Linked DNA regions of Sus scrofa: region 2 is linked to region 1. The links are chromatin contacts, called in public HiChIP or PLAC-seq maps. All regions are on one chromosome and are shown on one strand. The core of a region is the stretch at or near the end of the contact, and the rest is flanking DNA. Distances in the headings are between cores, read along the strand shown.

Region 1 (6,953 bases), core at 2,924-5,423:
TTAAACCCGCAACCTCATGGTTCCTAGTTGGATTTGTTAACCACTGAGCCAGGATGGGAACTCCTCATTGTTGTTTTAACTTGTATTACTTTGATGATCAGCAAAAATAAACTTTTCACAAATTATTATTAATTATTTTCCTCTCTTTTGAATTATGTATTTTTTCTTTTTGCTGTTTGCTATATGTTATTTATATACAGTACATGATAATATGTTTATAAAAACATTGTAATAAACCTGATTTGTAAAATATTTTTCATCTTTCTTAGTTACGTTTTCATTGGCATGTTCTAAAGTTAATTTTAATATACATTTCTAGTAATAACATGTCTAATATGTTTAGCCCACTCTCACTGTTTTTTTAAAGTTATGTTATCCCAAAAGACTCTAGAAAAAAATCACTTACTTTATGTTCCTGTAATGATCATTAACCAAACTGGACTTTTTCTTTTATTTGTTTTATTTATAAAAGATAAAGGAGTTGTACTTAATGATTTTCTGTCTTCCTGTCACAAAATTCTAAATCACTATCTTGGACAAAAGGATGGACGCACAGGCTAATTCCATGCTTTTTTTTTTTTTTTTTTTTTTTTTGTCTTTTTAGGCCCCCACCCGAGGCATATGAAAGTTCCCAGGCTAGGGGTCACATCAGAGCTGTAGCTGCTGGCATAGCAATGCAGGATCTGAGCCGTGTGTGCAACCTAGCTCACATAGCTCATAGCAACACTGGATCCTTAACCCCCTGAGTGAGGCCAGGGATCAAACCTGAATCCTCATGGTAACTAACCTAGTTGGGTTTGTTACCGCTGAGTCATGACAGGAACTCCCCATGCTATTTTTAAAAATCCATTTGTGACATCTTTTACATTTGCCAAAATTACATCAACCTTAGCCTTATTTTTTTATTAAAAATTAAAAAATATATTATATTGTAGCTTTATATAGTATGCAAGTTTTCTAATATTTTAGATCTTTTGAGTGTTATAAATATATTTTGCTTTATCTTATTTCTGCACATGGCATTTCAGTAGCAAAACTGCTGAGTTTTCTTTTTTTTTAAATTTAAAACAGAATTATTGGATTCGATATGGAGGACGACAGGATGAGAATCGGTAAGTTCTCCATTCAGAATATGGAGGGTTTTTGGTTCCTTTTTTGGCTGCTCCAGGGCATATGAAGTGTCCAGGCCATGGATGGGGTTTGAGCAGCAGTTGTGACTTACACTGCACCTGTAGCAACGCTTTATCCTTAACCCACCTGTGCCAGGCCTGGGAACAAACCTGTGTCCCAGGGCTCCAGAGATGCTGCTGATGCCATTGCACCACAGCGGAAACTGCAGAATGTTTATTTTTAATAAGAAGAAATACTTAGAGTCATGTTTATTATAAAGAACTTAGCTCTATGAAATAGGCAGAAGGATATAATTAAAAGAGCTCTGATTTGGGAATCAGGAGCTCTGTGTTCTGGTCCCAGCTCTTCCTGTTACTTCTGAGGGACCTTAAATAATTTATCCTTCTCTCTGGTTCTCATGTTTTTCCTCACATGAAGGGATTAAATCAGGTGATCTCTGAGGACTAAACGTTCTGTGACTCTAAATCAGAGAAAGTTAGATGCTCATTTTGATTTATTAATCAAAGAATAATAAGAAAAAAACTATGAAATTATCTTTTTAATGATGAATCATCTTACTGCATTTACTTGAAAGCATCTATCTTGGCAAGCTTTACTGCAAGCTAAAATATGAAGTGTCATGAACACAATCAGAAAAGAAGAAAAACATTTCTTTTTTTAAATGAGAGTGCTCAAGTGTCAATTCACATGTTCCCAGCAGCTGACGGAGCCACATAAAGTTGGAGTTATGTGTTTGAGATCATGAAGTCCTGGTATTAATTATCAAATTCAGAAACTGAGGCCCCGACAAGGCAAATGACTTGGGTATCTCTCCCACAAAGGACTGGCAGCTCCAGATCTTCTTATTCAGTGTCTTGTAGTCTTTCACTAAGCTTCAAGGGCTCACCCCCGGGTAGCCTCAAATTATTGCAAGAGATGCAAGAAGGCATATGCACATTTGGATTTGTTCAGTTTGTATATATGTATACTGATAGGACATCATGCTACCACATATATGTTTGCAATGTTTGACATAAGCCCTGTCTCCTTTCTTGAGATAGAGACCCACTAGACTAGGGCATGATTTATTTCAATTCAGCCTCATTCAGTGACACACTCTATGCTCAAGACATATAATTTGACACTCTGAGCATTATAAACTGGCACATGATTATTTTTTCCTGCTCTGTTGGGACTCAATGTCTAATCTTAAGGGGGTTACATTATGGATACAATTAACTGAATTAAGGTTGCTAAGAAGATTTAGAGATGTGAAATAGAGCACACTGGATGAGGAAATAAAGAGCTTCATGGAGGTAATGACATCTAATTTCATTGAAAGATAAGTGGACTTGTTATAGCCAACAAAAATATCTAATATGAAGTCTTAGACAGCCTGGGTAAGATATCCTTTCCCTTTGAACATCTTTATTCAATGAAGTATTTCTATTTCAACTTTTTTTGAATGGCAGGGTCCCTTCAGGAGTGAACGTGGAGGGAGCAGAAGTTCATGGATTATCAATGGGGAAAAAGTCATCACCCAAGTTAGACCGAGATCTAAGAGAAGGTGAGTATCATTGCATTTTTATGCTTAGAAGGAGGGGACAGAGAGGCTGGGACATGGCCAGCCCTTACGAGCCCATTTTCTCTGAGAAATAAGTAGGACTAAGCTACTCCAGTTCACAAGACTTTCAAAGCAAGGCTTAAAACCAAAAATGTCTCAGGTACACACAGCACTATTTTTGGTTTTCAACAAAAGTGCGTCCAAGTTCACTCACAGGTGGGAACTGTCTGATCATCACTGTCCTCAGCTGAGTACCTGAAGCTTGGAGAGGTTTCCTGGCTTACTTCTCGCACATCTTGGGTGAGTGCTAGAGAGTGTGGAATAGACTGTGTATCAGAGGAACTTGAAGAGACAGGACACAGGAGACATTAGAGTAGTTAACCTGTGGTCCTTGAGGCGTATATATCTGATCAGGGCTTTGAGAAATAAGCAGAATTTGATTGCATTGACAGAAGTGCAGAGGGCAGGCTGTTCAAGTGGATAAAACAATTTCCATGAAGGCACAGAGATGGCTCAAAATTAGGACATTAGATAACCTCAGAATGCGTGGAGAGCTAAGTGAGGTGTTGCTAAAAGTCGTTTCTAAATAGTTTTATTTTATTTATTTTTAATTATACATTTATATGCATCTATGTATGTGTGTTATATATATATATATATATATATATATATATATATATATATATATATAGTGTGTGTGTGTGTGTGTGTGTGTGTGTGTGTATAGTCTTTTTAGGGCCACATACACCACACCCACAGCATGTGGAAGTTCCCAGGCTAGGGGTTGAATCAATCAGAGCTGTAGCTACAGCCACAGCAACGTGGGGTCCAAGCCGCATCTGTGATCTACACCACAGCTCACAGCAATGCTGGGTCCTTAACCCATTGATTGAAGCCAAGGATTGAACTCAAATCCCCATGGATATTAGTCGGGTTTGTTACCATTGAGCCATAATGGGAACTCCTAAATAGTTTTAACTTCTTCTAATAATCCATTATTAGCAAGTATAATACTAACAGCAGTAGTAATACTTAACAATCATGATTATCTCTATATATTTTCAAATTTTACAAACAGATTTATACACACTGCATTTTAAAACTGGCAGCATCTCCTGTGAGACAAGTGTCCCCCCTTCATAGGCAAGAAAACTGAGACGTATGGAGATTAAGTGACTTGAACAAAGTCTCAGAGCTTGTAATAGGTTGAGCAGGCTTTTGAATCCAAATCCCATTTTCTCTTCTTCATCTGATGACAGAACACAGAAGTGTCTAGATATCCGAAATGCATCCCCTATTGATTAAATAATTGCAAGGTAAGAAGAGGTTTTTAAAAACTTGCTTTGAGAAGTACAGTCCTCCTTTCCCCAACAAGAGAGCTGTCAGCACATTCCTCTGCCTAATTTGAAAACTTCTGGCCCTCTACGGCTCTCACATTTCCCAGCCCTTTCCTTCCTCAGCTTCCAGCTCAGTTTGAGGCAGTAAACAGGATAATATGCTCATCTAATCTGACCTGGACCTCAGTTTGTGGCCACAAAGCCCAAGCTGTTTTACAAGTGCCAGAGAACCTCATGGTCAGCCAGAGTTCATGTTGCTTTTTAAGCTGAGAAATCACCCAGGAAATACATGCCAGTAAGCTACCCCTTTGCTGTCAAAGTTTGGGAAACTCCAGGACAGTTGCCAGATTTCAAAGCATTTTTTGTCCCTGGCTACCAGGGGATCTGATGTCCAGAAACTGGCTGGGAAAGCTAATGGGAACAGTAGAACTGAAGACTACACAAGATGAAGAAAAGTCATGATTGACTGGTTACCAGATTCTATCATTTCTGCAGTTGAATGGGCTCATAGATCTTAGGACATTCTCTGGGAATCTACTGGAAAGGCTTCTGTGCAATCGCTAGAGATTAAGATCAGGTCTAAATTAGGAACAGTGGTAGGCAGAGGCAAAGTTCCCAACCAGAAAACACTTTCACATCTTTTTCGGGCTGAAAGCAGATGTCAGGGAGGTGCGAAGGGATTCATATTTCCAGGATAAAATATATTTCAGCTTTTCTTGTCTTCCACAAAGAGTTTGTCATGTCCTCTGGTTACATACTAGTTATGTAGTGGAATTCCTATTGGATGGCTCCCAGCCATTACAATGGGAGTGGCCCAGGACTCCTGCCTTCCAGAGTGACTTCAGTCCATGGAATGTACATGTCATCTTACTGAAAACATCTGTCACTTATCCATTCTTCTTTAAACCACCTGTTTTCCAAAAACCCTGCTTGATAAGAATCCTGGAGTCAGTGGGGGTATAATAGAAATAACTGAATTTGGATTCAGGAGGCTTAGTTTCCAGGAATCATCTTAGTTTGATGTTCTCCAGAGTGATGCATAACTAGAGACTCATCCTCCCTGAGCCCTATGATCCTCAACCTGCAAAAGAAGGAGAGCAGCTCTTTGGAAAGGATGAAGGAGAAAGTCTTCTGTAAACTGTAAAGGGCTGTGTTCATATGAGAGCTTGTTAGCACACTCCCGTCCCAACTTTCATGGCTTTGTATTTGTGGTCAAATATGCCTTCCTGCCATGAACCATAGGCAGTGAACACAAAGGAGCATTTTCCTAGATGATTCTTCTTTATTGCAAATCGAGAGTCAGAGCTAGGCACATACTTTATGAATGAGGGAAGAATTAAGTTGTTTAACTAAATCTCCCTGGACTGTGGTTAAGAATTGGCTGAAGCCATCAAATCAGGCCCTGGGAACCACAACTTATTGGACAACGTTTTTATTTTTATTTTAATGTTTTTCTCTGTCTGGTGTGCTACTAGTCATTTGGAAGCTAGTAGACTTGCTTTTTAAATGGCAGGATTTATTTTTCCTTCTGGATTTTGTTTTTCCTTTTGGTTAATGGGTAGGTAGTTGTTTGTGTTTTTGTGAAATGTATATGTGGGAAACCTCTGTATAGAAATCTGTGCTTAGTGGTGGTTGCATTAGCTACATGAAAGGCAGATTTCTAGTACAGCTTCTGCCTGCACCTGTTACAGTTTGGGTTTTTGAGACTCTGTGTTGCTGTATGTCCCTTCACCTGATTTTTGTATGTCACTTATGGCTTGGTTGGGGAAACTGTCAATATCCCAGGATCCCTCTTTTATTTTTTTATTTTTTGTCTTTTCACCTACGCCACAGCCACAGCAACGTGGGATCCAAGCCACGTCTGCAACCTACCCCACAGCTCACGGCAACGCCGGATCCTTAACCCACTGAGCGAGGCCAAGGATCGAATCCTCAACCTCATGGTTCCTAGTCAGATTCATTAACCACTGAGCCACAATGGGAACTCCCAGGATCCCTCTTTTAAATACACTCCATTATGCCCTCTACTTATTCAGATGTCTCAGTCAGAACTTAACACAATACACCAGACATATTTTACCAGCGTAATATTAATCACCATCATAATAACAACTCTTTATACAGAGCTTTAGCATGGTTGGCATTTTTCTGAATGTTTTAGTTTTAAGTAACTTTTAAAGTCATGTTTGAAAAGAAGCTAAATATATTTAAAGTAATATACCCTCAGTAGAGAAAATGAGAAAAACATGGCAAAGTACACATCACCCTCATTCACTAAACCCTTGATCTGTCTTCCATTTCTCTGTGAATTTTATATTATAAAATGCTTTCCAGCTAACCTACAAGTAGCTTTTTTTTCTTGTTGAAGGAACATCTCTATGTTTCTGAGAGGAAATGGAATATGCAGTTCACTCTTGGATGTTTGAGGAACAACCTTAATTTGGCTATAAATATTAACTAGATAGATTAGATCAATCTTTCTTAAACAAATTATGCTTTTTAAGAGATCCCATGCAGTGAAAAAAAATTATCACAAGGGTAGCAGCTTAACAGTGACATACGTTTTCTGTGGGTCAGAAGTCTGAAGGGATAGCTTTGCTTCAGGGTCCATCACAAGACTCAAACTTTGTTCTAAAGTAAAAGGTTTTAATGAGGTGCTGATGAGGGCTGAAGTCCCTTCTAAAGCCGGGGAGCTATCTTCATCCAAGCTCAGATGACACTTCAGTTCCCGAAGGCTGTTCGACTGTTATCCTCAGTTTCTGGTTGGTTGTTGGCTGGAGGATGCACCCAATTCCTTGCCATGTGCACCTGTCCAATACAGCCACTTGTTTCACCAGACTCTGCAAGCTGAGAAGGCATTCGATTGAATCAGCCAGCAAGGTAGGACTTGCAGTTTTATGTAATGCCATCAGCAAGGTGACAGACATACCATCACTTTGCAA
Region 2 (6,953 bases), core at 1,654-4,153, 110 kb before region 1:
TGGGCTTTTCCCTTGCATATGTTTCAGTTGTCCAGATATGATTCTACTCTCATGGGTATTACCAAACTATACAGCAAAATATAGTTATATCAAAAGATATAATGGTACTTGTCCCTCATCATTGTGTGTATTCTATTATGTGACACCCTGCAGTCATTTGAAAATTGAATTTTTCCAAAAGCTCATTGCTTTTTCTTTTTGGTCATTATATGTGTTATTAATTTTAAACTCTTTTAGACTCTCTTTTATAAGCTTTGAGGCAGTAGTAGTGTAATTACTTTTATTACATAGACTGTAACTTGGCAAAAATGTATTTTTTTAATCAGATTTTTTTTTATCTCAGTGTTTGTTAGTACTTTTATCTCTACTACCAGGCTTTAGTGACTCACTAAAGAAACATGTATCTTTCAAACATTTTTTTTTGTAAAATGGTGCTATATCAAAACACAGCAATGGTAATACAAAATTGCAAATTTAGTAGTAACAAACAACATGTAAATGTTATAAAATAAGCAATATTAAATGCACTTTTTTTTTTCCACCATGGCATGTGGAAGTTCTTAGGCCAGGGGCTGAACCTGCGCTACAGCATCGACCTGAGTGGCTACAGTGACAATGCTGGATTCTTAACCTGCTGCACCACAAGGGAACTCTTAAATATACCTTGCTAACTGAATGGTAGCTGATAGGGAACACCCAGAGCTTGTATGACCTTTAAATGTCATGATTATTAATATGTGATAGGATTTCTGTTAACATAGTAATTAAATCTACATTTTCAGTTAGTGAAATATACCTTAATGAAAGCACTTTTAAGTCTGAAATTGTTGGTGGTCCATGTAATAAGCCTTGGACAATGGATATATTTTAAGAAACTCTGATCTAGAAAGTAAATAAGATAATGTTTTATAACCTTCTGCCAGTAACTTAAAGTCTGTCTTTAAAACAGGGTTAACTGATAGGGGTGTTGTGAAGATTTCTTGAGTGAATACTTGTCGGGCACCTAGTATAGAACCTGGCTTTTAGTATAAGCTCTCAGAAAATAGTAATTGTCGCTGATGTTACGCTATAATCATAATCATGTTTCTAACGGGCTATCATCTATTCTTTCATCTCACATCTTGCTTATGTGACCTTAAAAGAATTGTGACATTTGTTATTTTCAGACCTCACCTCTTAATTTTTAATTTAGTAGCATGAGATTAACTCTACCCTAGTGTTGTTTAAATCCTAAATGGTACATAGCCTGATTACAGAACAATAGGCCGATTCCACAGATCCCTGAAAAAGTCTTTAACATCTTTAAAACTGTTCCTTTTTTTATGAAATGGAGGATACTCCTAATATTTACTCTATCTATGGAAACAGGTTTACAATAAGGATCTAGGAAGGAATTTTGAAAATGTCCTAGTTCTGTACAAATGTAATGTAAAAGCAAGTAATTTCTAATTCATATAAGAATATGTGTACTGTATAAAATTGTTTCACCTCATAAAATTCCTATTACTATAGTAATAAAAATTTCTCTTATATTTTTTTACCACATAAAGCTGCTCATTTTTTCTTGAACAATGACAACATCCATACTAGCCATAAAGTTCAATAATATGACTGAAAAGTATTTTTCCAAATGCTTTTGAGCTTACATAAATCACATATGGGCCGTGCAGACATAAGAGAGCCTATATAGAGGTTTCTTTTTGTCCTTGCAATTTTTAAGATCTCTAACTACCTTTAATACATTCCAGACCCAAGCATGCCTTTATTCCTGGGAGTGGGGAGGCAGGAGGGAGTAGAAGCTCTGGCTTAAAACAACACTTGGAGCAGGAATTATTTGATAAGACCAATGGTTATGATATTTGCACCCTCTTGTTTTGAATTCCTATGATAACATCAGCTCTCAAAGATGATCTGGCAGTTTGTGGGAAGTCTAGGAGCAATTAAGTTGGGGCCTTTGAGTAGAATTCCTAGATGTGATACATGAGGTGGAAAGAAATGAAGAAAGGTGAACATGGGAGGAAAGTCTGAGTCGACCCCATAGAGGGGGTCTTATTACTTTTCAGGTCACAACTGGCATGACCATAGGGCTGTAATCAAGTCAATGCTGTGCCTTGTTAGGGTTTAAATTCAAAACTGAAATTATTTTTTCTTAAATCAATAGCCTGTTTGTTTTATGAGTCAGTCTCTTAATTAACTTTTTTACTAAACTGTAGATGAGAAGCCAGCATTGTTATTTCTGATATCCAGATGCATGGGAAGAATCAGCATTGGAAAAATCAGAGCAATTCCTTCCTTTAAGTCCTGCAGCATCTCAGTGACAGAGTCAGAACTTGCATAATATGTCCCAGCTCTCAGCTTCCTGAACTGGGTTCTCTTTGTTTCTGAGTGGTAAACATTACCATGGAAATGAAGATAATCACCTCCCAGACTTGCATCATGCTAGGAAATCTGTGAAGGACCTTCCGCCATGGTGTCCTCACTTCCTCCTCAGAGCCCTGGGAGAAGGAAAGCAGGGGTTCACTGGTTTGTCCAGTCAGACACTGAGAGAATGGCAGAGCTGTGACTCAGTGGCGCTTTTCTGGCCCTAAGGCCAGTGTTCTTGCCAACATGTCACAGCTGCACTCTTTTTTCAAATTTCTTTGTAAACACAAAGCTATGAATTCTAATGTTTCCATTCCAAGGGCCTCCTGATGCTACTCTTCTGTGTCTTTATTGTCTCTGATATGTGGTGTTTCCAAGCTAAAGAGATTACAATTCATTCATTTGCTCCTGTCTTTAATCTGTGGGAGCTTTTGGCCCTATTGTGTGTCTGTGCTCACTGATTGCTGACAGCATGGTGGGAGGGGCTGGGTGTTAGAATACTGTTTCCAGCCAACAGCTAGCACACTGTCACAGCTGAACGTGGGATCACCCAAAAGCTCTCCCCAGCTGAGGTGGAATCCACAGCCCTCTCTTTCTTCCTTGAGCCATCTGGATAATAGCCCCAACTGTCCACTTCACATAAAAGAAATGACCGTTGTATGGGCCTTGATTATATTTGTCCAGTTCTTGCTGTATGTTTGGGTTTGGTTTGTAAACATTCTACTTAGGCTCAGTGTAAACACTGGTACACAGTGTAGATTTCATTCTCTGATCAGCTAAAGGACTGCGTGATTTCCAGAATCTAAGATAAGATATTGAAGGAGATTTATAGTTTTATAATGACATGTGGTTTGGTTTGGTTTTTGATTATGCTTTTCATGAATCCTCACATCTTTCCCTTGAGTTGTAGCAAGTTAGAATTACCATTTGTTTCTGCTTTTGAGCTTACCCCTAAGTCGACATATCTTCATGGACTTAGCCCTCTCCTGTTCTTACTCACTATGTGGCCCAAGAGAAATTTCCCCTTAAATCCTTGCTCTTTAAAGTCTTGGATGGGATTTGTTGTTCTTTCCTATTGGGAATTATGAACAAAATGTTGAACACCATATTGTTCTGAGGAATATTTCTTTATATTTTATAGACTTTTTTTTTTTTTTTTTGCTCTTTTTGCCTTTTCTAGGCCTGTTCCCTTGGCACATGGAGATTCCCAGGCTAGGGGTCTAATCGGAGCTGTAGCCACTGGCCTACACCACAGCCACAACAACATGGGATCTGATCCACGTCTGCTACCTACACCACAGCTCACGGCAATGCTGGATCCTTAACCCACTGAGCGAGGCCAGGGGTCGAACCCTCAACCTCATTGCTCCTAGTCAAATTTGTTAACCACTAAGCCACGATGGGAACGCCATCAGACTTTGGATTTAAGACACAAATTAGCTTCAAGCTCCTGTATATGTATAAAGCTTTGTAACTTTGGGCAAGTGATTGGATGCCTCTAAGAATCACTTTCATCATCAGGAAGATGAACAGAAGTCTCGGTTTTCCACTCTATAAGATGAACAACTCTTAGAGGTACTATAACAATTAAATGAGCTAATTTATGTAAAGTACTTAGATATGCCTGACAAGTCATAAGCATGAAACACAAGTTAACTTTTCCATTAAAACAAATGGATCACACTTTGGAAAATACCGATTCTTTTTTTTTTTTTTTTTTTTTTTTTTTTGGGTTGCACCTGCAGTGTGTAGAAGTTCTGAGGCTGGGGATTGAACCTGAGCCACAGTGGTGGCCTGAGTCACTGCAACAACAATACCAGATCCTTAACCCACTGCGCCACAAGGGAACTCTGTGATTCTATTGTTTTTTAGTAAATTTTCACATTTGTGATATTGATTAGGTTTGTCTTGGCTATGGCAAAATTGTTTTGATATAACCAAACAATTGTGGATTCTAGTTTGGAAATCTGGATAATTGTCCTGGTCCCTTTCTAGCTGCGTGACTTGGGACAAATAATTTTACATCTTTAATCTGAGATTTCTCTTATGATAAAGAGAGGTGGTATACATATACTTGGTCTCCTTGCTTTGTAGGATTATTGGGGAGATATTTCTTTGTCTTGGCTGTATAAGTACTCTGTATATTGTGAAGTACTGTGTAAGGTGGCTTTTTATTATCCTAGCTTTATCAGTTCCTATTTTGAGCTGGGCAGAATGTCAAAGGAACCTAGTACTCTGTTGTTGTTGGTATATTGGTATTTAAGCACAACCCAACTGTTACATCAGGACTGTTGACCTTGAGTCAGCCTTTCCAAGGCCACCATTGTCCCAATGTTTATGGCACTGTGCCTGGGTTCCATGGAAATTGTAGGGAAAATGTGTATCAGTAGGCTAAATTTGGTTCACTGTTTCATAAATTAGGACAGATCTATCTAGAATGGTTCTCGTTACCAGCAACCAGGGTCATAGAATTGAAGGACATCAGATATACAAGAGAAATGGAAAATAACTTCCCAAAGCAATGCCTCTTGTAAGAATCCCAAGGCTAGGACTGCAGTGCTTGAAGAAAGCTAAATAGGAAACGTAGCTTGAGGCTTGGGGATTTCCTGTTTGTAACTCAAAACGGATATGGATGTGGATGTTAGGTTGTGGCCTAAAGATTTTGCTTTCCTGGGTGGAAGGAATATTATCAGCATTAGATTGCTGTTTAGTGTTTTTTGCAATGTATGTAGACCCACAGTTATAAGCAATAGAATAGAGATTAATTTGCCAGATCAGCACATTCTCAACTCTGGTTAAAAAGTGTATCAGATCATTAGCTGTTGCTCTGTACCAATGTTTGTGAAATTCTCAGATTTAATCTAAGCTACTTTGATTTATGCTACCCAGAACCATTTTTCTTCTCGGAAGCAGAGGTGTTAATGGGAGAAGGGTGTGTGTATTTTTCATCATGTGAAAGGAAACCTACATAACTTCAATGGAATCTGTCAGTGAACAATATAAATGGCTAGCAATTAATCTTCCATTTTCACAGAATTTTTATTAAACATTCATGTGGTGAGCTTTACAAAACTTTTTTTTATTTTTTATGTATTTATTTATTTATTTTTTGTCATTTTGCTATTTCTTGGGCCTCTCCCGCGGCATATGGAGGTTCCCAGGCTAGGGGTCCAATCGGAGCTGTAGCCACCGCCCTACGCCAGAGCCACAGCAACGCAGGATCCGAGCCGCGTCTGCAACCTACACCACAGCTCACGGCAATGCCGGATCGTTAACCCACTGAGCAAGGCCAGGGACCGAACCCGCAACCTCATGGTTCCTAGTCGGATTCGTTAACCACTGCGCCAGGACGGGAACTCCTTTTTTTTTTTTTTTTTGCACAAAACTTTTTTTAAAAAGCCACCAACTTTTCAAATATTTCTAATGTGTTTACTGTTCATCCTGGTGACAATAATATTAAAACAAAACAAAGGAAACCAACACTCCCTGTACAGTCACTTATTTGAATTCCCACATCCTGTTACATTCTCACCAGCTACTAATCCCCCTCCTGCCCCTCTGGATATCTTTCTTGATGACTTCAGCGTCTGGTTTGTGATTTCATCACTGTCCTTGGTTTTGTCAACTACGAACCTCTGTGAATTCAGCCATCATGAAGGCATTGCTTTGACAGTGTTCCTTTAATCTTCTCAAATTTCTTTACTTGGTTCTGCCCTGACTAGCTATCTAGAATTTCAGAACTTCCCTTAATGTACTTCCCTCCTCTTTTCTCTTTTTTTAAGAGTATAGTTGATTTACATTGTTGTGTCAATTTCTGCTGTACAGTATCGTGACCCCAGTCATAGATATATATGCATTCTTTTCCTCATACCATCTTCCAAACAAACTTTCATTCAAAAACATACATGCACCCGTACGTTCATCTCAGCACTATTTGCAATATTTGAGACATAGAAACAACCTAAATGTCCATTGGCAGATGAATGGATTAAGAAGATGCACATGTCTACAATGGACTACTGCTCAATCATAAAAAGGGTCAAAATAATGCCATTTGCAGCAACATGGATGCAACTAGAGATTCTCATACTGATTGAAGTAAGTCAAAAAGGGAAAGACAAATACCATATGCTCTCACTTATATGTGGGATCTAAAATACAACGGCATGATCCTTCTGTCTTCTCTTTATTTACCTTTCTGTCCAAAACAACCCCGTAGACGCCTTCTTTAACTATTCACTTGTATAGGATTCCAGGGGCATTTGCTGTGCTATAAAGATTGCAGTTACTCTCCTCGGTAACTTTCCATCTTGCCAAGCTTTGCAGCGCTCAATGCCTGTTTGCTGAACACTGCAGACTCATGTCACACAGCCATGCCTTTGAGGGCTACTACTTAACTGTCACTGTGTGCTCACAGCTAGGGTTTTAGAGTTTTTAGCAGTTTTCTGCTGTTGTTACCCAATATTTTTTCACAGGCATTGATGTCCAGAATCATTTAACGTCCCCAAATCTGTAATCCATCACTCTCTGCGTAACTCTATCTCCCAAATTATGAAGACAAGCTCTGATGAGAGACAGAATGTAGAGGGGTG

Evidence for each region. HiChIP or PLAC-seq counts read pairs in DNA pulled down with a chosen protein or histone mark.
Region 2: a contact with region 1 is called in an H3K27ac HiChIP or PLAC-seq map of skeletal muscle. The contact joins two enhancer-like sites.

The regions. Positions count from the first base shown.
Region 1 is chr13:127,438,136-127,445,088 of Sscrofa11.1, reverse strand. P3H2 (prolyl 3-hydroxylase 2) reads left to right here. Exons shown (of 15, transcript XM_021070049.1): 7 at 1,072-1,112; 8 at 2,583-2,677. Among named protein-coding and RNA genes, the nearest start is that of P3H2, 130 kb to the left of the region's middle. Within about 2 kb of position 4,173, at least 10 of the 83 cell types and tissues checked have an H3K27ac peak or open chromatin away from gene starts, as enhancers often do. A contact at or near this core is called in skeletal muscle, where this site is marked.
Region 2 is chr13:127,546,826-127,553,778 of Sscrofa11.1, reverse strand. The region is part of intron 1 of P3H2 (prolyl 3-hydroxylase 2); the gene reads left to right. Among named protein-coding and RNA genes, the nearest start is that of P3H2, 22 kb to the left of the region's middle. Within about 2 kb of position 2,903, at least 30 of the 83 cell types and tissues checked have an H3K27ac peak or open chromatin away from gene starts, as enhancers often do. A contact at or near this core is called in skeletal muscle, where this site is marked.